Linked DNA regions of Mus musculus: regions 2 and 3 are each linked to region 1. A link is a contact called in public Hi-C and promoter capture Hi-C data. All regions are on one chromosome and are shown on one strand. Each heading gives the region's core, a stretch centred on a gene start, on an enhancer-like site or on the middle of the called end of the contact. The rest is flanking DNA. Distances are from core to core; before and after follow the strand shown.

Region 1 (3,668 bases), core at 562-3,061:
CACCACCAGGATTTTGTTTCTGGACACTCTATATGCAAAGCCTTTCCCTACTTCTTAACCTATGTCACTTAGCTCAGATGCCATCTAACCCGTGAAGACCAACCAAGAACATGAGATCTTCCCTGCTACTGGAACAACTGGCTAATTTCCTACCCTAACTTATTTTGTAATTTTTATTGAAGCCACATCAGTCCTGTGCAATTCATTTGCTGTCTTCTTTGTAAACTCTTGTCTTGTGATTATCAAGCATTAAAAAGAACAAAAACAAAAACTTGCTGATGATCTAAAGAGATGCTAACTCTTTATAGCTCCTATGTAGTTATTGCCACACTAGTTCAACAATATGGCCTCAGAAATGGCTATCATTATTCATAAAAGCAGATAGTTCAAAGCCAAGTAAATACTAATTAATGCAAAGATACAATTCACACATATTCACCCTTTAAGGCCCTAACTTCTCACTTGTTTCCCCTGAGACCAACGCAGAATGTAACAGAAAACTTACTATAGTTTACAACTGAAGTCATCCTCACACAGAGTCCAGAAACCTTCATAAGCATCAATGTTCAAATAACTTACCTATCCTTGTTAAGACGGTCATCTCTGGTCACCATGGCCATAACTGCCATCCGGTACATGTGATCTGACACGCTTTCTGGCTTTTCGACATTTCTGTATACCCAGCCAGTCCGTGGAACTCTCTAATAAATAAGATAAGGAATTAAACAAAACACTATCCCTGGGAACAACAACAAAAAATGACAGGTGCTCTTCAAGAAAATGCCAGAGAATGGCCACAGAGCCACATGTCAGCTGAGTCGTGGTTTCAAACCTATTTTTTTAAAAATGTTTCATTTAAACTAATCATATCGATAAAAATCTGAAATCTCACTAGTGAGTGGACAATTCACAAATATACAAAAATGTTCAAAAGTATACAAAAGTCCAATAGTCTTTACTCTGTGCTAGTGAAGTATAACTATGGGATAATACACAAAAAGTTTTTAGACATAAAAGCAAAACTGGTGGTACGCCTGGTGGTACACGCCTGGAATCTAAGAACTCAACAGGTGAAGACCCAAGTTCCAGGCTGCCAGCCTGTGCTGTTCATCTGTGGTGTAGTTAGGAAAAATGCAAAGCAAAGCCCCAGTATTATTCCTAACTATGAGAGTAGTAGGTTTGTGCCGTCCAAAAACTCATTTCATACAATAATAGAATATTTTGTACATGCAACATGTGACAGACTCTCCAATTCTAACTCAGATGGCTTGGAGGAGTTTCCATGGCAGTCAAGCCTTTCACTACTTCTCAACCTGTGTAAGTCTGCATTTTCTCTGGGAGTTCTATGCATCTAACGAATTTCACAAATAGTCGCAGTGTTACAGAACAGCTCATCTTGGAACAAAGGGGGCTCTGCACAAGCTCTGCCAAGCAAGGGCTGGTGCACGCTGAAACCGATTTACTGAAACCAACAGTTCCGGAAGTCACGGTGATAGAGGAAGGTTTCCACAGCCTACGTGCAGGGGTTTCGGCTCCTGCCTTCCGCTGCCGCTCCGCAGCATCGCCATGGCCTGGGTTGTGGCCGCGCTGGGCATGGAGCGTGCACGAGTCCCCGGTCCAGCCTCGGCTGCGTACCCGCCAGCAACGCCGGGCTGAGCGAGGGAGGTTGCGTGAGGTCGGTGCCTGAGCTGGGCCGCACCGCCTCCCGGCCAAGCCGATCCCACCCGCTCACCTTGAGCTGCCCAACTAGACGCAGAAAACGCAACAGCCCGGCTCCAGAGCCGGACGAGGCCAAAGCCATGCTGAAGTGCATAAGAGCTGGGCGGTGTCAACCTCAAGCCCCTCCCCATTCCCCTTCAGCTCCTCCCCGCCCTCCTTCAGCTCCTCCCCGCCCTCCTTCAGCTCCTCCCCGCCCTTCTTCAGCTCCTCCCCGCCCTCCTTCAGCTCCTCCCCGCCCTCCTTCAGCTCCTCCCCGCCCTCCTTCAGCTCCTCCCCACCCTTTGGCTCCTCCTCACAGCCCCACTTCCTCCTTTGGTAGAGCACTTTCTCTGTACTAAGGTCTGTGCTCAGACTTTGGATGGTCTCTGCCCAAGTAACCATCAACTTTCACAGGAATCGCAGCTTGACGCTAAGGGCAGAAAGGCCTAAGGAGGATGAAGCTGGATAATGCCTGCAAACCTTGCTTCTTAGAAGCCCAGTGTCTGATTGGCAGGAAGAGCTAGCTATAAGAAGCTTCGCTTAACCAGTTTAACAAAGGCACTGGGCAAGCCTGTGAAGGGAGGCAATGCTTGGCAGACATACCAGGAAACTTTGGAGGAAGCAGGAAATGGGCTAGTAAGAGGAAGCCCATGGTGAAACCACAAGCATCCATTCTGCCAGGAAACTGATCAGGATCTTCCAGGACTACCTGACTAGTTTCCATTGACAATTTGATGGTACAAACTTTTAAATGCAGTTAATGGATATGGACAAATTCAAGCAGAGGGAGTCGAGGATATGAATAAGATTCAAGAAGAAAGAGAAATAAAAAGGAATTCCAATTTTATTTGTAACAAAGTAGGTTTATTTATTTACAGGGCCCTAAAAGGTGATGGTTCTAATGAACCATTGTCTGTTCTCGTTTCTCACTACTTGATATACCTACCACCTCTTCCATATGAGCCCGAATACTATACCGGGAACTATACTAGAAAATGTATAGTCATCATAGCATAATGTTGGTATAGAATGTTGCTCAGTAGATTCTACAGAACCCTGAGGCAGCATCCATGAGCAGCATCCAGGATTCTAAAGTCAGCTCTACAGAAGAAATGAAAAGTTGGCAGTATAGTGTAGCTGTGCATGAGGTCCCAAGTGCTCTCCAGCACTGAAGTAGCATCCATGAGCAGCATCCAGGATTCTAAAGTCAGCTCTACAGAAGAAATGAAAAGTTGGCAGTGTAGTGTAGCTGTGCATGAGGTCCCAAGTGCTCTCCAGCACTGAAGTAGGTGAGTGGTTTGTGTTATCTATAAAGCACAAGCTTCAAATGCCAGCACCACCAGGCTGCCTTGCTATGCTAAGGTCCTAGGTGTAGAAAGCCCTATTCCTGGTTTTATATATAGTCCCTATCTGCTTTCTCCCTATAAATCATACTGTTAGTCACTCTAATCAGAGTGTTTGAATCAGGTGTTATCGCAGTAAAAATGCCTGTGAAAGTGGCTTTTTAGAGTATAAAACTTTCTGGAAATCATAAATAGGACTTTATGGAAGTAGAATATCTTAAATAGCACCTTGCTCACCACCCTAGTTTGACAGTGTGAACTTGGGAGAGTAGGGGCTCTTTAGTCAGAGCATCCAGCAATTTGTACTCTGAGGGTTAAGAAGATTCAAATGAGTAAAGTATTTGATGACAAAGACAAGCCATATGTGACAAGAAAATGTTTTTTTTCATAGATGCACATGAAGAATATCAGCTGAAATAACTCACTCCTATCCATTATACTTGGGAGGAGTACAAAAAACACAATCCAAGAACGATTCTGGGGTTTCAAGAAGCTGTGGTCATAAGACTCTTGCCTTGTTTTCTTGGAGTTTTCTCACAAGCACTCAAGATTCCCCTTGCTCAACTCCATTCTTAGACTGTGGTCTGACAGCACCCATCACTCACATCAAGATTTAGCAGTGAAAGA
Region 2 (3,668 bases), core at 508-3,007, 4.9 Mb after region 1:
GTGAGGATGAAAGTTCTGAGACCTAGAGAGGGAAGGAAGCGCACCCTCGTCTTGGGAAAGAGATCAGGGGAGGGGAAGGAAAGAAGGGGTTTCTCCCCCACTTCTCTGCGCCTCTGGGAAAGAGGAGAAAACTTAATCCCGGGGAAAAAAAGTGGGCAAGTGACTCGGAAGCGGCTGGAGGGGGAGTCTGTGGGCATCTCACTCTGAAGTAGTGAGTGCGAGTGCGAAAGAGGAACAAAAGAGCGAGAAAAGAGAAAGGAAAAAATGGGGGGAGGAGAGACTTGTATTTTTTCCTCCTTTGCGCGCACACGGGGAAGGGTGTGGGGGGCCGTGCGGAAGGGAGCGGGCCAAGGCGGCCGCGTTCGGCCGTCGCCCGCGCGCAGGCAGCGGGATGCGTGTGGGCCCCCTCCCCCCGCCCGGAGCTTGTCACTTTGGTCGCTTTTTTGACACCGGGTGCTGGGTGGCGGCGCTGGGGGGGGGGGGGGGAGCGCGGCACCGCGGGGCTGCGAGTCCGGGGCGGCGGTGGGGGGGAAACGCGGCGGAGCCGCAGCCTCCCCGGGGGCGCCGAGCGCGGTCGGCCTGAGCCTAAGGGGGGGAGGGGGCGGCTTCGGGAGGGGACCGCGGGCACGATCGGTGCGGCGGCGGGAGGACGCGAGCCCCGGCGCGCCGCCCCTGCGGCCCCCTCCGCCCGTGTGGCCTTTGTGCCGAGCGCGCACCGGGTGAGCGAGCGGGCGGGCGGGCGAGCGAGCGGGCGGGCGGGCGAGCGCGACAAGTCCAAGTACGGGAGACCGAGGCAGTGGGAAAAGAGGCCGGGCCACTTTGCTCGCCAGCCAGCTCGGCTGCGGAGAACCGACTGGTTGAATGTGGCAGAGGCGCGTCTCGCTGGCGCGGCCGTGTGTGTGTGTGTGTGTGTGTGTGTGTGTGTGTGTGTATGTGTGTGAGTGTGTATGTGTGTGTGTGTGTATGTGTGTGTGAGTGTGTGTCTCTGTGGCTGTGTGTGTCTGTGTATGTGTCGGTGAGTGTGTGTCGGTGTGAGTGTGAGCGCGCGCCGAGAGGCCTCCCTCCGCGACTCGCACCGCGCACACGCACCCGCACCCGCACGCACACCCGAGCCGCGGCGGGGCCGGCGGCCGAGAGTTTGCGTGTGTGCTCTCCCCGCTCGCCACCTCCCCGCTCCCCGCCGCCGACTGTGGGAGAATTTCCTAGAGATCGCCTCCAATTTCCGCCATTTTGGGAAAGTTGCACGGAAAAAAAAAAAGAAGAAGAAGAAGAAGAAAGAAATAAAGCCTCCGCTGGATTTTTTTTTTTTTTTTCCTCCTGCTGGAAGCAGGAAAGTGCTTTTAGGGAACGCGGCGGCGCGGGCTCGACACTGCCGTCCCCGCGGGGTGGAGGACGCGGGGCCGGGCCGGGCACCCGCACCGTCGCGGCGATCTTCTCCGCGCAGCGCCGCCGGTGCGGGCGCGGGCGTGCGAGCGAGGCGAGGCGAGGCGGTGGCGGGCTGCGGCGGGGGCCGTGGAGCCTGCAACTTGTTTACCGCCGCCCCGGGTGGCCGAGGCCGGCGGCCGGGGTCCGCCTCGCCACCCGTGCGTGCGCCGATCTGCGCTCATGGGCTACTGTCTGGTCCACGCTCGCGTCCTGGGCCCGGCGGGGCCGGCCTCGCGCAGCGGCGGCGGGGCGGGGGAAGTAGAGGCCGGCGGGGGTGGGGATCGGGAAGCGCAGGAGCGGAGGCATCCGCCGCGCGCCCCGCCAGCCAGCCAGCCGCCGGCCGGAGGAGGAGGCAAACTTGAGAGCGGCGGGGCCAGGGGCGCACTGGCGGAGGGAAAACTTTAATCGCCTTCTTGGGAGAATAGAAAAAGGGAAAAAGAGAAAAGGAAAAAAAAATCCAAAAGGCAAAAAAGTGCATGTGTGTGGGGGTTTCTAGGACCCGAACCTCACGATCGGATCTGATCCGATCACGGCCCACCGCGGGGCCGTGAGAGAAAGTTGACCAGCGTGGCGGCTTTCTTCGCGTCCGGCCGTGGTGTCTGTCTGTCCGTCCGCGCTCCGACCAAACGGGTGGGAGATCCAGCCGCACTGCCGGGTCGCGTGGGTCAGGGCTCTTGCCCCACCCTTCCACGGGGACACGAAGGTAAACTCGCTTTGGTTTTTCCTTCTCTGTCCTCCTGCAGCCACCGCCCAGCTTCCTTTTCCTCTCCTTTCCCCGCTGATTTATTTTTCTTCTTTTTTTTGTTTTTTTAGGGGGGGGGGACCCGAAAAACGGAGTCTCTTTCCTTATGCAACTTTCTCGGGCGCAGTTTGCTGGGCCCATCCCCCCCGCCTTCTGCATCCCTTGGCCCGCTCCTTTGCCACCTTGGGGCTACCGCCAAAAGCATGCATTTAAGATCATCCAAAGTGCCCAGGAACAAAAATAGATGTTAAAGAATTGTTCTAAGTTAAGGGAAACTGAGACGAGAAATAAGAAACCGGTTTGAGTGTGTGTGTGTGTGGGGGGGGGGGGGAGGTGCGTCGCCTGGGATGAGTGAGTTGAATTTTCATTTCAATTTTCGTAGGTGGTTGGTTATGATGCCTTTATTGGTGTGGGGAGCCCGGGAAGCTCTGTACTGGCTACCTCGGTTGCGTGGATTTTTGCGCAAGTTTTTAGAAAAACACTGACTCGAGTAGAGAGCCGGAAAGTTTCAAGTGCAGCAAAATAGTGAGCCTGCAAAACTGGCCAAGGGGGGACCTCTAGTGGTTAAACGCATCTTAAGTTCGAGAGACAAGACCAAAGTTTGGCCTTTACTTGTAGCTACATGCAGTCCGTTTAGACGTGGAAGTAATTAGAAGACCTGAGTTGCAGCCAGATGTGAGAAAGGATGCTAGTCCGAAATAGAAGTTTTGTAAATCAGAGAACAATGACGTCTAAGCTTGCGGACCCTGTGATTTCCATCCTTTCTTGCATACAGTAAGAAAACCAAAGCTTTTTATTCTGAGATTTGAGATTGACACTCCCTAGATAAGAAAGTTTGTCTTCTGTTTACCATCATCTGTACCTCCGTTTTTTTTTTTTTTTATTTCCCCTCTTACGACTCATAGCAGGTAGCTTAATTCGGAATGTTAAGGAAAAGTCAAAATGAAACCTGTGCTTAGCACTTTGCAAAAAACTGAAAAAAAAACAAACCTGAAATTAGCTTTTATATGAACTGATCATTTTGTATGTGTCTCTGATGCATATAATCTCAGGCTAACAAATTATTCAACAATTTACGTATAAACTTACATAATATATACTCATAAAATACATAGTATCTTCTCGTAACGGTGTAATTTTGATTCACTGAGTAAAAACATTTATTTCAGTATACTTTGTATAATTTACGATTTAAACCACTTTATATATGCATGGGTTACATAACTATTTCCCAGTGTGTATTCTGTATTTAAAAAAAAAACATTGAATTTTAAGGATAAAAACAGGAGGGATTAAGGTTGTATAGAATCATTCTTGTAATTACCACCTGTCCGTCACAGTGAAAGAGACAGGGTCCATCCATCTATGTAGCTCAGGCTGGAGTTGAATTTGTATTTCCCTCCTGGTGCTTGGGTAACAGTCTTATTTACAATGGGAATTTTTATTATGTGGTTTAGAGTACGGGAATGATGTGAGTGATTAAAATTAATTTCACCTTACA
Region 3 (3,668 bases), core at 457-2,956, 3.1 Mb before region 1:
AGGCAAGGTGATATCTGGATTCAAGGTCAGCCTGGGACAAAGCAAGTCCTAGATCCAGGCATGGTGGTATGCACCTTTAATCTGAGCCACACTTTCTCATAGAAGCCTACCCAGGGACATTGGAAGAAGGAAGATTCACTCTTTTTCTTTTTCTTTTTTATTAATATTTTTTATTACTACGTATTTTCCTCAATTACATTTAGAATGCTATCCCCCATACCCCCCACACACACACACTTCCCTACCCACCCATTCCCATTTTTGGGCCCTGGCATTCCCCTGTACTGGGGCATATAAAGTTTGCGTGTCCAATAGGCCTCTCTTTCCAGTGATGGCCGACTAGGCCATCTTTTGATACATATGCAGCTAGAGTCAAGAGCTCCGGGGTACTGGTTAGTTCATATTGTTGTTCCACCTATAGGGTTGTAGATCCCTTTAGCTCCTTGGATATGTTCTCTAGCTCCTCCATTGGGGGCTTTGTGATCCATCCAATAGCTGACTGTGAGCATCCACTTCTGTGTTTGCTAGGCCCCAGCCTAGTCTCACAAGACCTACTTCTACAGAAGACCAGTTCAAACAACTAGCCTCACGGGACGGAGCAACTACCAAACTCTTCGAATTCCTATTAACAGTTGACCAATGCTCGGTGAGTTGAACTACAGACTATAAGTCATCACAATACATTCCTTTAATATATAGAGAACTCATTCCATAAGTTCTGTGTCTTTAGAGAACCCTGACTAATACAACCAGCCTTGGTGTTTTTGGTAAGGTGGTCTTCCATAATACGTAATATATTTTTTAATGCATTCCAATGGCTGAAATGATGCCAGGAATGTCTTTCATGTCTTATTACCAAACTATAGAGTAATAAAGCTGTTGATTCAACTTTCAAAGTCCACTTACCAAACTGTATGCTAAAGGGGTCTGTATTAGTCAGAGTTTTACTGCTGTGAACAGACACCATGACCAAGGCAAGTCTTATAAAAAACAACATTTAATTGGGGCTGGCTTACAGGTACAGAGGTTCAGTCCATTATCATCAAGGTGGGAGCATGGCAGCATCCAGGCAGGCATGGTGCAGGCAGAGCTGAGCGTTCTATGTCTTCATCCAAAGGCTGCTAGTGGAAGACTGACTTCCAGGCAACTAGGGTGAGGATCTTATGCCCACGCCCACAGTGACACACCTATTCCAACCTGGTCACACCTATTCCAACAAGGCCACACCTCCAAATGGTGTCACTCCCTAGTCCAAGAATATACAAACCATCACAGGGTCCAACAGTTATTTGTGCTCATAATTTTCTCACACACTGCTCCCACACTCAAGCCTCAAGGGATGAGGTTTCACTGGTATCATTTAGTAGTGTGGCGCCTGAAAAATGAACGAGAATTCCCACTAATTCTGTGAAACCTTAAGCTACATTAAGGACATTGGCTAGCAGGGTCCTAGTTGAGCATTTTAGCTCCTGCTGCACTGTACTAGCTGGAAGCAAGCCGTGGAACTGGCCTGAACCAGCCAGCAAAACTGGGGCGATCCAGGAGGCAGACAGGCCACTGACTTGGAGACGCGGGAGTGTGCTCAGAACCCGCCCTACTTGACTAGCTCCTCCCGACCAGACCACGCCCCGCCCGTCTGTCTTATATAAGCCTCCGCCCCGCCAAGCTCCGCCCCGTCAAGCCCCGCCCCGTCAAGCCCCGCCCCGCTCCGCGTCCTGCCTGCGAGTTACGCTTGTAGAGTCCCGGCAACTTCTCGCATGCTCTACCGGCCTTCCGGTCTGCGTTACCCGCCGCTGCCCTGCCATGGCTCAGCACTTCTCCCTGGGCGCCTGCGACGTGGTCGGCTTCGATCTCGACCACACGCTGTGCCGCTACAACCTGCCCGAGAGCGCCCGGGTGAGTGGCACGGACAGCCTCTAAAGGCGGCTGTGTAGAGTGTCGTAGGTCCCCGGCCGCTGGGCGGAAGTGTACTTTCAGGGGTTCTGCGGTCTTGAGGAGGAAGCCAGGGGCAGAAGATAGCGCAAGACCGAGCCGGGAAGCCGACTTGTAGAACCCTGAAAAAGCGGGGTCAGGGGCTTTGTGTGTCATTTGTTGATCCCAGGCCCTATTATTTTTTCCAACTCCTCTGGGCACCAGCTGAGTGGGTACAGCCACTTGTTTTGAACTTCAAGAAAACATGGCTGCATCTTTCCTTTTGCACACCCAAGTAATCACCTGTCAGAGTTTAAGTATTTCATACAGGGAGAGACTGTATAATAAATAGTATTGTGAGAAACACTGGGAGAAGTCGTTAACATCTTAGACCTCCTTTTGTCTTTACCAAGAGAAGAAAACAAGCATTTATTGTGCACGTACTACTTGATCTGTGCGTTTTAAATAAAGTTGTAATCTCAACAGAATCTACCCAGAATATGAGGGGATTAGATTGCTTTATTTGTAGGCTTATACCCTCATCTTAATCGCCCTGCTTTCTCTGACCCTTTGGGTTCACAAGAAACTAAAGAATTAAGAATATCACAGTGAGAAGTCTAAGCAGGACTCTGCAGTCAAAGTCCCTGGTTCGGGACCCTGGCACCAAGTGCCTAGCCCTGTGACACTGGGCAAATAATCTGGGTTCCTTCTCAATTAACCTTTCGAGGATTAAGTGTGCAGCCGATTGTTTGCTATTACGGTTAGCACCCACCACATCACTAGTGCAGACCACAGTCAGTGTAGTCCTGTCAGTGCCCCAGTTGGTCAGATTCTCCAAAATCAAAAATGAGGCTCCTGAATCACTCCGGTGTGTTTTCAAGCATACAGATGCTTTAAAAAAAAAAAAAGGTGTGTGTCCCTGCTGGGGCTCTGTTTTGCTTGCCAGTTGCACAGATCTCATTTCCTTTCTCATAGTTTAAAGACATTTAAGTCTTGGTCCTTTGGCTACTCTTTCAGAGTGTTCTCTGGGTGCTAATTTCTTTCCTTCCACGGCGTTCAGATTCCAGTCTGGTTCATCTTATGCCCTTCATCTGTATTCACTGTCGTTCATGGAGAATGTTGTTTAACCTCTGTCATGTTAAAAAGCCAGTTTTGTGCGTGTGTGAGCATACACATTTTAGGATAGAAGATTCAGAAGATACTCTACTGCAAGTTTTGAATCGCAGTGCTGATTAAAGGCTGAAAACGATACCCTGGTGAATCTTGGTTATGCTTGGTATAGAAATCCTAAGTCTCACCGAGTGCTGAACACCAGGACATAGTTAGGGACACACATCAACCACACACAAGTAGGAGCCTCTCTGTGGTTAGCAACCTGTTACCAGAAAGACGATGTAAAGTTCTTTTGCATTCTTATGGGGGAGAGGAGTATTTGCCAAGGCTTGCTATTGCCTGTCCCGGAGGGAGGGTCTCTTCCCTTCCATTCAGTGTCTCTTCATCATGTGGGGTCTCATCTTAAGTACTTAAATTATGAAATCACCCTCCCACCGCCGTCCTTCTCTTCCCTCCTAGGAAGCCTTTTGTGTCACCACTTACAATTTCTTTAAACCTTACTTCTCCAAATGCTCAGCAGAAGCTTTATATATTCTAGTTACTCTTTGGACTCCCCCACCCCCAGCCCCCGAGAGCCTCTGTCTTCTGAGTTACAGAAAACAGTGTTTTCTATGTCTTGAGCATACTGGGCTTAGTGATTTACG

What was found. Promoter capture Hi-C pulls out the DNA fragments that hold promoters and counts their contacts. A called contact is a pair of places that touch in the nucleus more often than the background predicts.
Region 2: a Hi-C map of CD8 T cells shows a contact between it and region 1, with 12 times the contacts expected there. The contact joins the promoter of L3mbtl3 here to the promoter of Hddc2 in region 1. A contact is called at or near these places in 1 of 39 promoter capture datasets (pre-B cells) and 2 of 484 Hi-C or Micro-C datasets (CD4 T cells and CD8 T cells).
Region 3: a contact with region 1 is called in a promoter capture Hi-C map of pre-B cells. The contact joins the promoter of Nt5dc1 here to the promoter of Hddc2 in region 1. A contact is called at or near these places in 1 of 39 promoter capture datasets (pre-B cells) and 2 of 484 Hi-C or Micro-C datasets (CD4 T cells and regulatory T cells).

What each region holds. Positions count from the first base shown.
Region 1 is chr10:31,311,548-31,315,215 of GRCm38.p6, reverse strand. Hddc2 (HD domain containing 2) reads right to left here and starts at 1,811. Exons shown (of 6, transcript NM_027168.2): 1 at 1,733-1,811; 2 at 580-701. The coding sequence starts at 1,801.
Region 2 is chr10:26,372,161-26,375,828 of GRCm38.p6, reverse strand. L3mbtl3 (L3MBTL3 histone methyl-lysine binding protein) reads left to right here and starts at 1,757. Exons shown (of 22, transcript NM_001359254.1): 1 at 1,757-2,128.
Region 3 is chr10:34,416,589-34,420,256 of GRCm38.p6, reverse strand. It overlaps Nt5dc1 (5'-nucleotidase domain containing 1), which reads left to right and starts at 1,706. Exons shown (of 12, transcript NM_176968.5): 1 at 1,706-1,896. The coding sequence starts at 1,804.